2 separate regions of the Mus musculus genome follow, and region 1 is linked to region 2. Evidence: chromatin contacts called from public ChIA-PET data. All regions are on one chromosome and are shown on one strand. Each heading gives the region's core, a stretch centred on a gene start, on an enhancer-like site or on the middle of the called end of the contact. The rest is flanking DNA. Distances are from core to core; before and after follow the strand shown.

Region 1 (5,071 bases), core at 1,665-4,164, 130 kb before region 2:
GGAGAGTTTCTCTTAACAAAGATGGGGTACCCATGTCACTCTTCTGGACAGCTCACAAAACCGTCTACAAGTCCTCCATGCCCTGGGTATCTCTCATTTCACCCAGAGAGGCACTGATACCCATTGTTCATTCCCACTTTGAAACTGCATACTGATTCATCTTTCTTCCTTAACTGCCAACTTCATTTTCAGCTCAAATAGCTGCCAAACACAGTGCTGGGAATCAATATATGTATTTATTAAAGAAATGAATATGCAATGAACACATGTCAAAAAGTTGCCGACAGTACTCAAGAAGATGGACAGCTTTGGGCAGCAGTTACTTAGAAGCCAGCTGCAAGTTAAAGGGTAACATAAGGTGACTCCTACTGCCCGGTGCTATGTCCTGCCTTCCATGAGCACACACCAGCAACTCAAACTACTCAGAAGCAGAAGGGTGCTATACTAGGAACATGTCCTAATAGTGACTATTTTTGTCCCATCCATTCTTTGTTGGCTCCTTGCTTCTCCTTCTCCTCCTCCTCCTCCTCCTCCTCCTCCTCCTCCCCCTCCTCTTCCTCCTCCTCCTCCTCCTTCTTCTTCTTCATTATTTTATTTATTTACATCTCAAATGTTGCCCCCCTTCTGGTTCTCCATCCTCCTTCCCCTTAGACTCTGAGAGGGTGCCCCACCCTGGGAACCACCTCTCTCCCTGGGGCATCAAGTCTCTACAGGACTAGGAGCATCCTCTCCCACTGAAGCTAACCTCTGCTACATATTGCTGGGGCCCTTAGACCACCCCTTGTATGTTCATTGTGGGTGACCTTAGCCGAAATGCCCAACACTGGGGATATGGAACCTGAAGAGACCATCTCCAGTAGATAGACAGGGCTCCCAATGGGGGGATTGAGACACCAACCTACCTTCAAAAATTGTAGACCCCAAATTGTTCCTGTCTAAAAGAAATGTGGGGACAAAGATGGAACAGAGACTGAATGAATGGCTTGCTCTTTCTTCTCATTTTGCTTTTTCCTTCTGCCTTGAAATGACCTAGCTCAAAGGCTATTGGAAGATGATTTCCTTTGAGTCGGAAAGCTTCTCCACTATTCAGCCCTCCAAGTTTTTCATATGCTTGTAGCAATGCACTTTTTTTTACCCACAATATATAAGAAAGATCCAACACTTAAAACATGTTTCTTGAAACAAATTATCATAAAACAGCAAATTCCTTAGTCGCCCCATGCTTACTCCCAAGATGCTGTAAATTACAATACAATGGAGTGGGTTCAGTTCTTTTCTGTAACAGCACAGCAAGACTATTTTGGTGATGCTCAGTCTAAGACACTAATTGTTTCCTTAGAAATGTAATACATTGGAATGCCAGGGACGATTCATTTTTCTGCTTTGAATAGGGGAAGTGATGTTTGTTATCATAGAAACACTGTCTGGTATTTTCACATGGAACTCAGATCCTAAACAGGATGTGGTGGACATTAGAAACGATTTATTCCAGGGGTGAGGTTGCAAGGTTCCCTCAAGACCTGTTTGCATTATAAATGACTATCTAGCACTTTGATTCATGTGTGTGTGTGTGTACATGTGTGAATGTGTATTCATGTGTGTGCATGCGTGTACATTGTCTTGTGAATGTGTGTGTGTTAATGCATATGTATCCATGTCTCTGTGAATGTGTGTGTTCTGCATGTGAGCATATGTGAAGGTGTTTGTGGGTGTGTGCATATGTGTGAGAGTGTGATTTGTGTGAAGACAAGAGGACGACTTTTTTGTCATCCTTCATAAAGCTTTGAGACAGGGTCTCTTCTTGGCCTGAAGCTCACCTGTTAGGTAGACCGGCTGGGCAGTAAGCTTTAGGGATTCCTGTTAGGCTAGACTGGCTGGGCAGTAAGCTTTAGGGATTCCTGTTAGGCTAGACCGGCTGGGCAGTAAGCTTTAGGGATTCCTTTGACTCTGCCTCCCCAACACAGGGATCACAGTGCACACCAATACACTTGACATGCTATCTAGCACTTTATAATTAACATGACATACAGCTGGGTGAGATGGGGCATGTAGAGTACAAGGAAAACTGAGGCAGGAGGATACTAAATGTGAGTCTAGCCTGGACTGTTTAGCAAGACCCTGCCATAAAACTAAAGTAAACTAAAGTATATTACATTTAAACACTCAGATGTGTCCTTTAAAAAGGTATGTCTATATTTTGTTTTTTACATCGATCAATTGATTGATGGATGATTGATTGGCTGCACACAGCATGCTGGAGGAGGACTTGAGGGAGTCAGTTCACTCCTTCCACCACTCCTTCCACCCAGGCATCAAATAAACCTAGGCCACTGGGCTCGGTTGCAAGCACCTTTAATTGCCTGGTTATCTTGCCGGCCTGTATCTGCCTTTTCTTAAATACAGAAAGTATAGCAATGCAAGGCCGGGGTTCCTGTGTCAAGTGAATAAAGCTGACCCAATGGAGTTCCACTGTCCTTCTCATTCACACTTCCCAGTCCACCCAAGGAACACCACTCTCCATGCCAGGGTAGAAGTGAGGTCACATCCCTTGTGCCATCAGGACTGCATAGGGTCTTAGGGCTGTTTTGATTTGTCTTTTGAATATGCACCCAGCTAGACCAGGGTATCCATCTAGGTGAGCCCTGGGGTCAATTGTACTTAAGGACAGTTTTGGGGAAGGCTGAAAGGCTAGCCTTCCATTGTCACACAGCAGGGCTGGTCTAGTCCCTGTGGGTCCCAGGAAACCTTTTAGGGTAGCTGGTGCCAGTAGCTTCCAGCCTCAGCTGTGGAGTTTCTCAGGCAGCCAGAGTTCAGGACTCACCATTCACAGTGAGAATGCAGGCTGTCCTGCAGTTGCTAGCTTATGACAAGTCTAGGACCAAAAGCTTCAAGTTGAGACTCTCATCTCTCTGTTGGGAAGTTGACGCTTACACACGGCCTTTTCCCTACTCAACCGTCATCACGGCAGATACGCTGAACCTGGGGGAAGTGGGGAAAACCCAGCAGCTTAGGTTACGTTATCAGTAAGGAAAACAGATTTTTCATTTCCTGCCCCTTTTATTATTTTTTCTTCAGGCTGTGGCCAGGACCTCTCTGGCAATGAGAGATTACACTAAATTGTTCTAAATAAGGGAGGAAGAGGGACTGTCATTAATATCATCTTCCCCAAGAAAATGAACCCAATGAAGCCAGCTATCTGTGCTGGGGATCCTTTGGGAGGGTGAGCCCTGTGACCTAGGGGACCCTGCAGCTCCTCCTTACTGCAAATCCAGCCCCATAGGTCCCTTGACAAGAGGAAGTGGGTTTTTGGCTCCTCCTCTCTCCCCTTCACCCACTAAGAAAATCAAAGGCGCCTTTTATCAGTTTGGCAAAAAGACAAAGGGAATGCACTTAAAATTCTTGGTTCCTATGGTTGCCATTCTCAGAGAACCCTGAATGGAGATTTGTAGAAGTTTTTTCTTTCTTTCTTTCTTTCTTTCTTTCTTTCTTTCTTTCTTTCTTTCTTTCTTTCTTTCTTTCTTTTTTGTAACCAAGACTAGACAGCAGCCAGAAGGAGAAAGAGATCCAACGGAAAGGAACATTTTGAAATCCACTCCCCCATCCTTTCCAAGTCCTCTCTCGCTCTCCTCCCGATCCCAGGCTTCGGAGGAGGAGGAGGACAAGCATTCCCCCAGGAGAGAGGCTAATGCAATGGCCCCAGGCCGACTCTCTTCACTTCTCAGTCCTTCCTAAGCAGCTGGGAAGATGTGAATAAGTACCAGAACCAAGCCAGTCTCCAGGAAAGAGAGCTGAGTCATAGTTCCCAGTTCTGGAACTTTCCACACAGTAAGGGCTCGGTGTGTAAGAGTTGCTATGATCTTTTAGAAATACAAATTTTTGCATCCGTGTATGTGTCCATGTTTCTGTGTGTAGACATGTATGTATGTATGCAGGTGTCCGTATGTTCACTCAGAGGTTAGAGATCAATTTTTGATGTCCTTTCCCCTTGGCTCCCGACCCTGCCTCTCTCCAGAGCTTCTCCCTGAATTTGAACTCCCTCCTTCAGTTAGGCTGGCTGGTCCATGCACCCCAGGGGTCTACCTATCTCAGTCTCCTATCGGTGGTGGGACCTCAACAATGCACACCATGCTTGGCTTTTTATGTGAATGCTGGGATCCGAACTCAGGTCCTCAGACTTGTGCAGCAAGCACTTTATTGATTGAGTCATCTCCTTGACCCTCTGTTATGGGCATTTCAACATTTGATGAAAGCACTTTATTTAGAACGCTTAGCAATAAGACGTGCAGTACAGAGCAACAGCAACCAGCTGGTGGGTTGTAGGTGCCTGGTATTTCAAGCTAAAATTCCATAGGATGCTGAAGCAAAGCTCCCCCTAGACAAAATTAGCCCCACCCAATCCCAGGAATCCAAAAGCAACAGAATTAGCCTCTTCTTAATACCTGCTCTCCTTACAGTGTAGCAAGTTTGTGTCCATGAGCAAGAGGACTCTGGGATGTTAAAATGGGCTTCTGATGGATAAAGGGAATGTTATACATGTATACACAGGACACACACAGACACACAGACACACACAGACACACACACACACACACACAGACACACACACACACACACACACACACACACACACACACACACTAAAATAGCATTCAGTCATAAAGAAGTCCTGAGGTCTGAGGAACATTGATGCAACTAGAGAGCATTACCTTACATGACATAAGCCAATCTCAACAGGGCCAGCTTTGTGGAGTTTGCTTTACATATGGAGACAGAGAGGGACAGAGGGAGGGAGACTGTGAAAGCAGGGGAGAAAGAGAAAGGAGAGCATGGTGTGGTATCTTAGTTAGCTTTAAATGTGACCTTGACCCAGCCTAGAGTCATTTGAGGAAAACCTCCCAAGAGGGATTGTCCAAATCAGAATAGACTGTGGGTATATCTTTGGGGGACTGTCTTGCTTGTTAATTGACACCGGCAGTTCAGGGCTACATAAGAAGCCTTGCTAAACATGGTTATATGAGTGAGCCAGTGAGCAGTGCTCCTCCATGGCTTTCGCTTCAGGTTCCTGCCTTGA
Region 2 (5,497 bases), core at 2,253-4,752:
GGAAAGTATAAAACATCTACCATACCACCACAGGGGTAAAGCTAACACTAACATTCCTTTGGAAGAAAAGCCAGGGAAGGTACCAAGTAGCAACTTAGACATGAGATCCAAGAGCTAGCAGAGTTATTCAGTGCTGCCCTGCCTCTCCCTCACACTTCATCAGCCTGGGGCAATGTCACCATTGCCATGCCTCCAGAGCACAGATTTGGTTCCTCCTTCCTCCTTTGTGGTGGCCAAGCCGAGCAGCCAACCACTGCTCAGGAGCCCCCTTCTTATTCCTCACTAGTCTGTTTTCTTCATCCTGTTCCTTCCACTGTCTCCCCAGGTCCTGAGTCTACTGGCCTTGGACACTGACCCAGCTCCTTTGCCAACATTCCATCTTTATGCCAACGTTTCTCCAAGTGATGACAGGTGACAGTTTCCCCAAACACCAATTTCTTTGGTCCCATTCCCTTCTGGAATATCTACAGCTGGAGGAGAAAAGTCCAAATGTCTGGCTTGGCAGACAGGAACTCCTATATTTCCACTGTAACTTACTTTCCTAGACATTAAACATAAGAAGATACCTTGGAGGCTACTATTTACAGACTGCTGGCTCCACACCAGGTTAGGATGACAGGGGGTCGGGAGGGTTGGGTGTTGCTTTTCATAGAAGTCCTGGGAGTTTAGGCTAATTGTACTTCACAGGCAGGGCAGTGAGGCCTGCAGAGAGGGAGTGACTACGGAAGTACACAGCCAGTTGTAGACAGTGGGAAGCTGAGATCTCACATCATCAAAAGCACTACCCACTAGCCGTCTTCCTTGCTTTTTCTATCCAGCCTGGGTGGCTATGAATAGCCTCCCCTCCAAAACCCACCTTGTTGGCCAGTGTGAAAGATGATGCCCTAGGAAACCTCAGAACATAGTAGACAGCATGTTGCTCTGTCCTTACTGCCAACTTGACGGAACTTATAGCACTGTAGAAGGGAACCTCCATTGACGATTGTCCAGGTCAGGTTAGCCTGTGGGCATGCCTGTGGAGGCTGAGGTTGATTGCTAAGTGCGGTGGACAATCCCTCCCTGAACTCAGCAGTACCTTAGGCTAGGTCCTGAGCTGTGTAAGATAAAGAAAAGAGGCAGAGTACAGCAGTGGGCACGAGGCATGGGTAGACTCCTTTCTCCGTGCTTGACTGAGATGATGTGCTGGGATGCTCTAAGCTCCTGTCTTGATTTCCTCATACTAGTGCACTGGTACCTGGAACTACAAGTCAAAGAAGCCCCTCCCTTCTCCCCTCAGCTGCTTTCTGTCAGGACATTCATCACCGCAACAGAAAGCAAAGTAGGACAGGAGACAATCCAGCCCCCCTCCTTCTGCCCCAGCTAGAAATGGAGTGAACAAAGAAGACACAGCTGGGGCTCTTCCTAAGGACTGGCAGGAACAGTGGGCCCTGCACTTGCTGGGAGGAGGATGCCTCTGAGTTGGCTGCTCATTTGAGACATTGGTCCACGACCACTTCCTGTGACAGCTCCAGCTCTATGTACCCCTTCATCTATCTGCACCCCACGTGAAATTCCATTCCTAGGTTGAGATCACCAAATGTCCAAACCCAAGAACAACTCAGCTCAGAGATCGGTCCTGATTTCTTCTCCCTGCTCCTTGTGTCTAAGTTGCAAGGAGACAGGGAAAGGACTGTGCTCATTCGACTGCCTCAGGATTTTTTTCAACCTTGTTCAAAGCACATTTAACAAAAATTGCAGTATTCTTATGTTAAGGTGAGGTGTTTATTTTATTCTCATTCACCCTGGTGCACATGCATGAAAGAGGCAAGGGTGATGCAGATAAAGTAGCAGAGATGCTAACCATCACATCAGGACCTCACCCTATGTGAGGAAATGAGAGGATAGAAAGACTTATGTCCCCATGGATGAGATGACTGGTTGGTCAGGACCGTAGTCCTATGTCTCCAAGCAGAGAATTATTTTCCCTTCACAACCTTGCAGCTTCAGCCATTCCCACCCATGTTCTACCACAGATGTCCTTGTCAAGAGTCTGTGAGTCTCTCAAGGGATTTGAGAGGGGCCCTGTCACCCTGTCCACGTGTGTATTTTTGTTTTGTTTTGCTTTTTCCCCAGCGGGTAGAGGTCAAGGATACATTTATGATTAACACCGTGGGGTGGAGAATTCGCAGGTTTGAATGCTGCGTGAAGGGAAAGACATGTCAGAACCATGGAACAGTGGCCAGGCTGAACAAAGTTCCCCCAAATCTCCTTCGGATGTTCTGGAGTTTCTGATGAACTCACAAATTAAGCTTTGGATTAATTTTTAAAGCACACACCTCAGGAAAATACACAAATTTCCATGCCAGAGGAGCCAGTGAGCTTTGTGCAGCCTGCTGCTGGGCCTGCTGCTCTATTTGGGACATACAAACAAGCCAAATAGTTCCGCCTTCATATGCTTCTTTTCTTCTGGCCTTTTCTGGGAACATTTTCTCTATTTTTGAAGTGGTGAGCTTGTTCTTGACTTTGAAGATGGGCTTGATATGCCTCTTGCTCCTCACAGGGTCTCTTCTGGTCCTAGTCTGTCTTCCCACAGATCCTGGTATCTCCTTGGCCCTTCCTGAATTAGATTCTAGATATTTGTCATCTCTCCTCCCTCCCTTCCCACCTTTCTTTCCCACTCCTCCCAGTGTGTGTGTGTGTGTGTGTGTGTGTGTGTGTGTGTGTGTGTGTGTGTGTTACTATATTGAGAGTCTCCTAAGGATATTTGCTCTGTTGTATTCACCTTTGCACTCTGAGTGGTCAGTTCCCAGAATAGAGAGAGAACAAAGGAATTACCACGTTCGAAACTTAGAAAAACTATATCTAATTCAGGCAAATTTCAAGAGAAAAAGTCAGGTAAACCTGACTTTCTAAGCACAGCTGGAGAGGCCCCCAATTGACCAGTTCCCATTATACATTAATGACTAAAGCACCCACCGGTGAGCAGCTGCTTTGAGTAAGCCCCCCACACAGGCCCAGTGCCCACATTTGCATGGGCATGCACACACAAAAGCTAGAAGGAGCTTGGAGTGTCATGCAGAGGTGCAACCCATAAGATAAGATCATCGTGCTGCACAAAGAAGTGAACCACGTGACGATGTGGGTAACCCCAGGCACAGATGACACCCTCAGCAAGGCCCCACTCAAATCTAACCACATCATCTCTTCATGAAGCAAACATGAAAAAAAGCACCACTCCAACAATTACCAAAAGGGTGGTTTCATGCTTACCAGCCTCGATGGTATCAACACTCCTAACTCCAGGGCTACACTTGGGGAAATAGTTCTCTGAGATAAGGAGATGAACTATCTGCTCAAGAGAATGTGCAGGAAGTGAAGGGAGCCAGGCAACACGTAACGAAACAGTTTGTGGCCGATGAGCCATCTAAATAAAAGTGTCCCCAGGCAGCTTCAGTTGTGTAAGCAGAGGAAACCAAGACACCCTATCTCTGAGTGAGCACACTGTGGGTGCCAGCGTGCGTGTGTATCCACGGAGCATCTTGGCTAAAGTGAAAGTCACAGCTCCTCTAGCTGTGGCTGACACCTGCATAGAGTAGAAAAGTTGCAAAGGTGAGGTGACTTCCCATGCAGCAGCTTTGAAGACCCTTACTGGGTGGCTCTGTCTGCTGTGTGAAGCCATTGGCTGAATGGCCATCGCGATGCCATCCCGAGAGAAGGGACAGTGATGGCTCAGTGCAGTCTGGAAAGAGAGGCTGCACTTAGCTTCCTAGTACCTTGACATAGTTGGGTGATGAGCTCTGAGCCACTGACGATGGCATTTTGCTTTCAGAAGCTTTGCTCATGTTTCTTCCGTGTTTTCGGCAGTGTGGCGACTCTCATCCTTTCTACCCCTTTTTACTCCAGCAACCTTTTCTGCTTAAGCAGGTTTGGGAGCGTCTATCATCATTGTTTTTATACTTCTTTATGAAGTGTGTCTCGGTGTGACTGTGTGCATGTGAAGCTTGTACACTCTGACTTGTAGGAGTCTCTGGTTCTTTCCTTCCACCCCATGGGTCCCATGGGACCACACAAAGTCATCTGGTTTGGTAGTAGGTGACTTTACCCACCAACCTACCTTGCCATTCCCCCCCTCAAGCTATCTTTATATGAGTCTTCAAGGCCCTGGAGTGCTACAATATGAAAGCCAGGATGGGCCTTAGTGGCATAGAGCCCAAACTACACTGGTGCAAAGACGTGCTTTAATTCTCTGCTCTGGAATTAGTCAATGCTCTTTGACTTTAGTTAAGTCCCTTAACCTAAGTTTCAGGCCATCTGCATTAAGTTTGCTGTAGACATAGGAGTTCCCTCATGTGAAGTCCTTAGCACGCGAGCCATACAGACCTCACTATATGGAGCTATTGTGATGAACAATGGATCAAAGAGAATCCTGAGGTCCAGAGAGTGTAAGTATTTCATCCTAAGCAAAGGAGTCTTGAGTGGTCAGTAGCTATCAAATCTAGTAGATAATGTCTGAATCAGAGATGAAAGTACTCATTACTGGTTTAATTCATGGTAGAACTAAAGTCCATTCAGTTTTGGGACAGAGCTTGGCACACTATATTACAATGATATTAGTAACTGCACACGTGTGCGCGCGTGCACACACACACACACACACACACACACACACACACACACACACAAGGTCTATTCAACTGAAAAGTGGAATCTGGCACTTTCTAGGTCTCCTAAAAAGAGTATAGCACCAAAGACTGGAGATTTCTGTTTAATCTGCTATTTCCCAGCTGCCATATCACCATGCCTCTACTATTCTAGAAAACTCACCCAGGAAGGTCTCAGCCTGACATGTTCCCTGAGGGATACATTCCTTTTTTACAATGCAGATAAAGACTGTTCCAGAATCCTGGGAAGTTAATTAGAGTCACTGGTAATTTGAGTGACTGCAAAGCCCCAAGGCATTCACAGAATGTTCCTCTGTCCCTATATTCTAGAGCTTCACACTGGTGAGTGTGTGTGTGTGTGTGTGTGTGTGTGTGTGTGTGTGTGTGTGTGTGAGAGAGAGAGAGAGAGAGAGAGAGAGAGAGAGAGAGAGAGAGAGAGAGAGACACTGGGGGGGTATCTGCTCATTTCCATTTTCCCCAACAAAGTACTTGGGTTACAGGCATGTGCTGCCATACCTGCCTTTTTCTACGAGTTCTGGGGCTCCAACACTCAGCCCCTAATGCTTGAACAGCAACAGCAACTGGAGGGAGCCACCCCTCATTCACTGTGCTTCCGTTTGTGTATGCACTTATACCCAGAAGTCAGAAGCCAACCTTGGAAATTGTTTCTCAGGAGTCACTCACATTTTAAGTTTGAAGATAAGGTCTTTATTAGACTAGAATTTCCCAAGTATGCTTCTTATTGTTTTTTATGTGGGTTCTGGGGCTCTGTGTTTGCAAGACAAGCAGATTACTGAGTGAGCCGTCTATGCAGTCCAAGCTGACCTTTGGCAGTGGTAGCTCAATGACAGGGCTGA

Evidence for each region. ChIA-PET counts read pairs in DNA pulled down with a chosen protein or histone mark.
Region 1: an RNA polymerase II ChIA-PET map of memory CD8 T cells shows a contact between it and region 2, with 86 read pairs. The contact joins two enhancer-like sites. A contact is called at or near these places in 5 of 484 Hi-C or Micro-C datasets (CD4 T cells, Th1 cells, adipose-derived mesenchymal stem cells and 2 more) and 6 of 115 datasets of contacts at active chromatin or transcription factors (CD8 T cells, the SCID.adh cell line, T-cell acute lymphoblastic leukemia and 3 more).

Annotation. Positions count from the first base shown.
Region 1 is chr9:69,163,499-69,168,569 of GRCm38.p6, reverse strand. All of the region lies in intron 1 of Rora (RAR-related orphan receptor alpha), which reads right to left. Among named protein-coding and RNA genes, the nearest start is that of Gm46153, 140 kb to the left of the region's middle. Within about 2 kb of position 2,914, at least 50 of the 459 cell types and tissues checked have an H3K27ac peak or open chromatin away from gene starts, as enhancers often do. A contact at or near this core is called in CD8 T cells, the SCID.adh cell line, T-cell acute lymphoblastic leukemia and 4 more, where this site is marked.
Region 2 is chr9:69,032,401-69,037,897 of GRCm38.p6, reverse strand. All of the region lies in intron 1 of Rora (RAR-related orphan receptor alpha), which reads right to left. Among named protein-coding and RNA genes, the nearest start is that of Gm31262, 210 kb to the right of the region's middle. Within about 2 kb of position 3,502, at least 55 of the 459 cell types and tissues checked have an H3K27ac peak or open chromatin away from gene starts, as enhancers often do. A contact at or near this core is called in CD8 T cells, the SCID.adh cell line, T-cell acute lymphoblastic leukemia and 4 more, where this site is marked.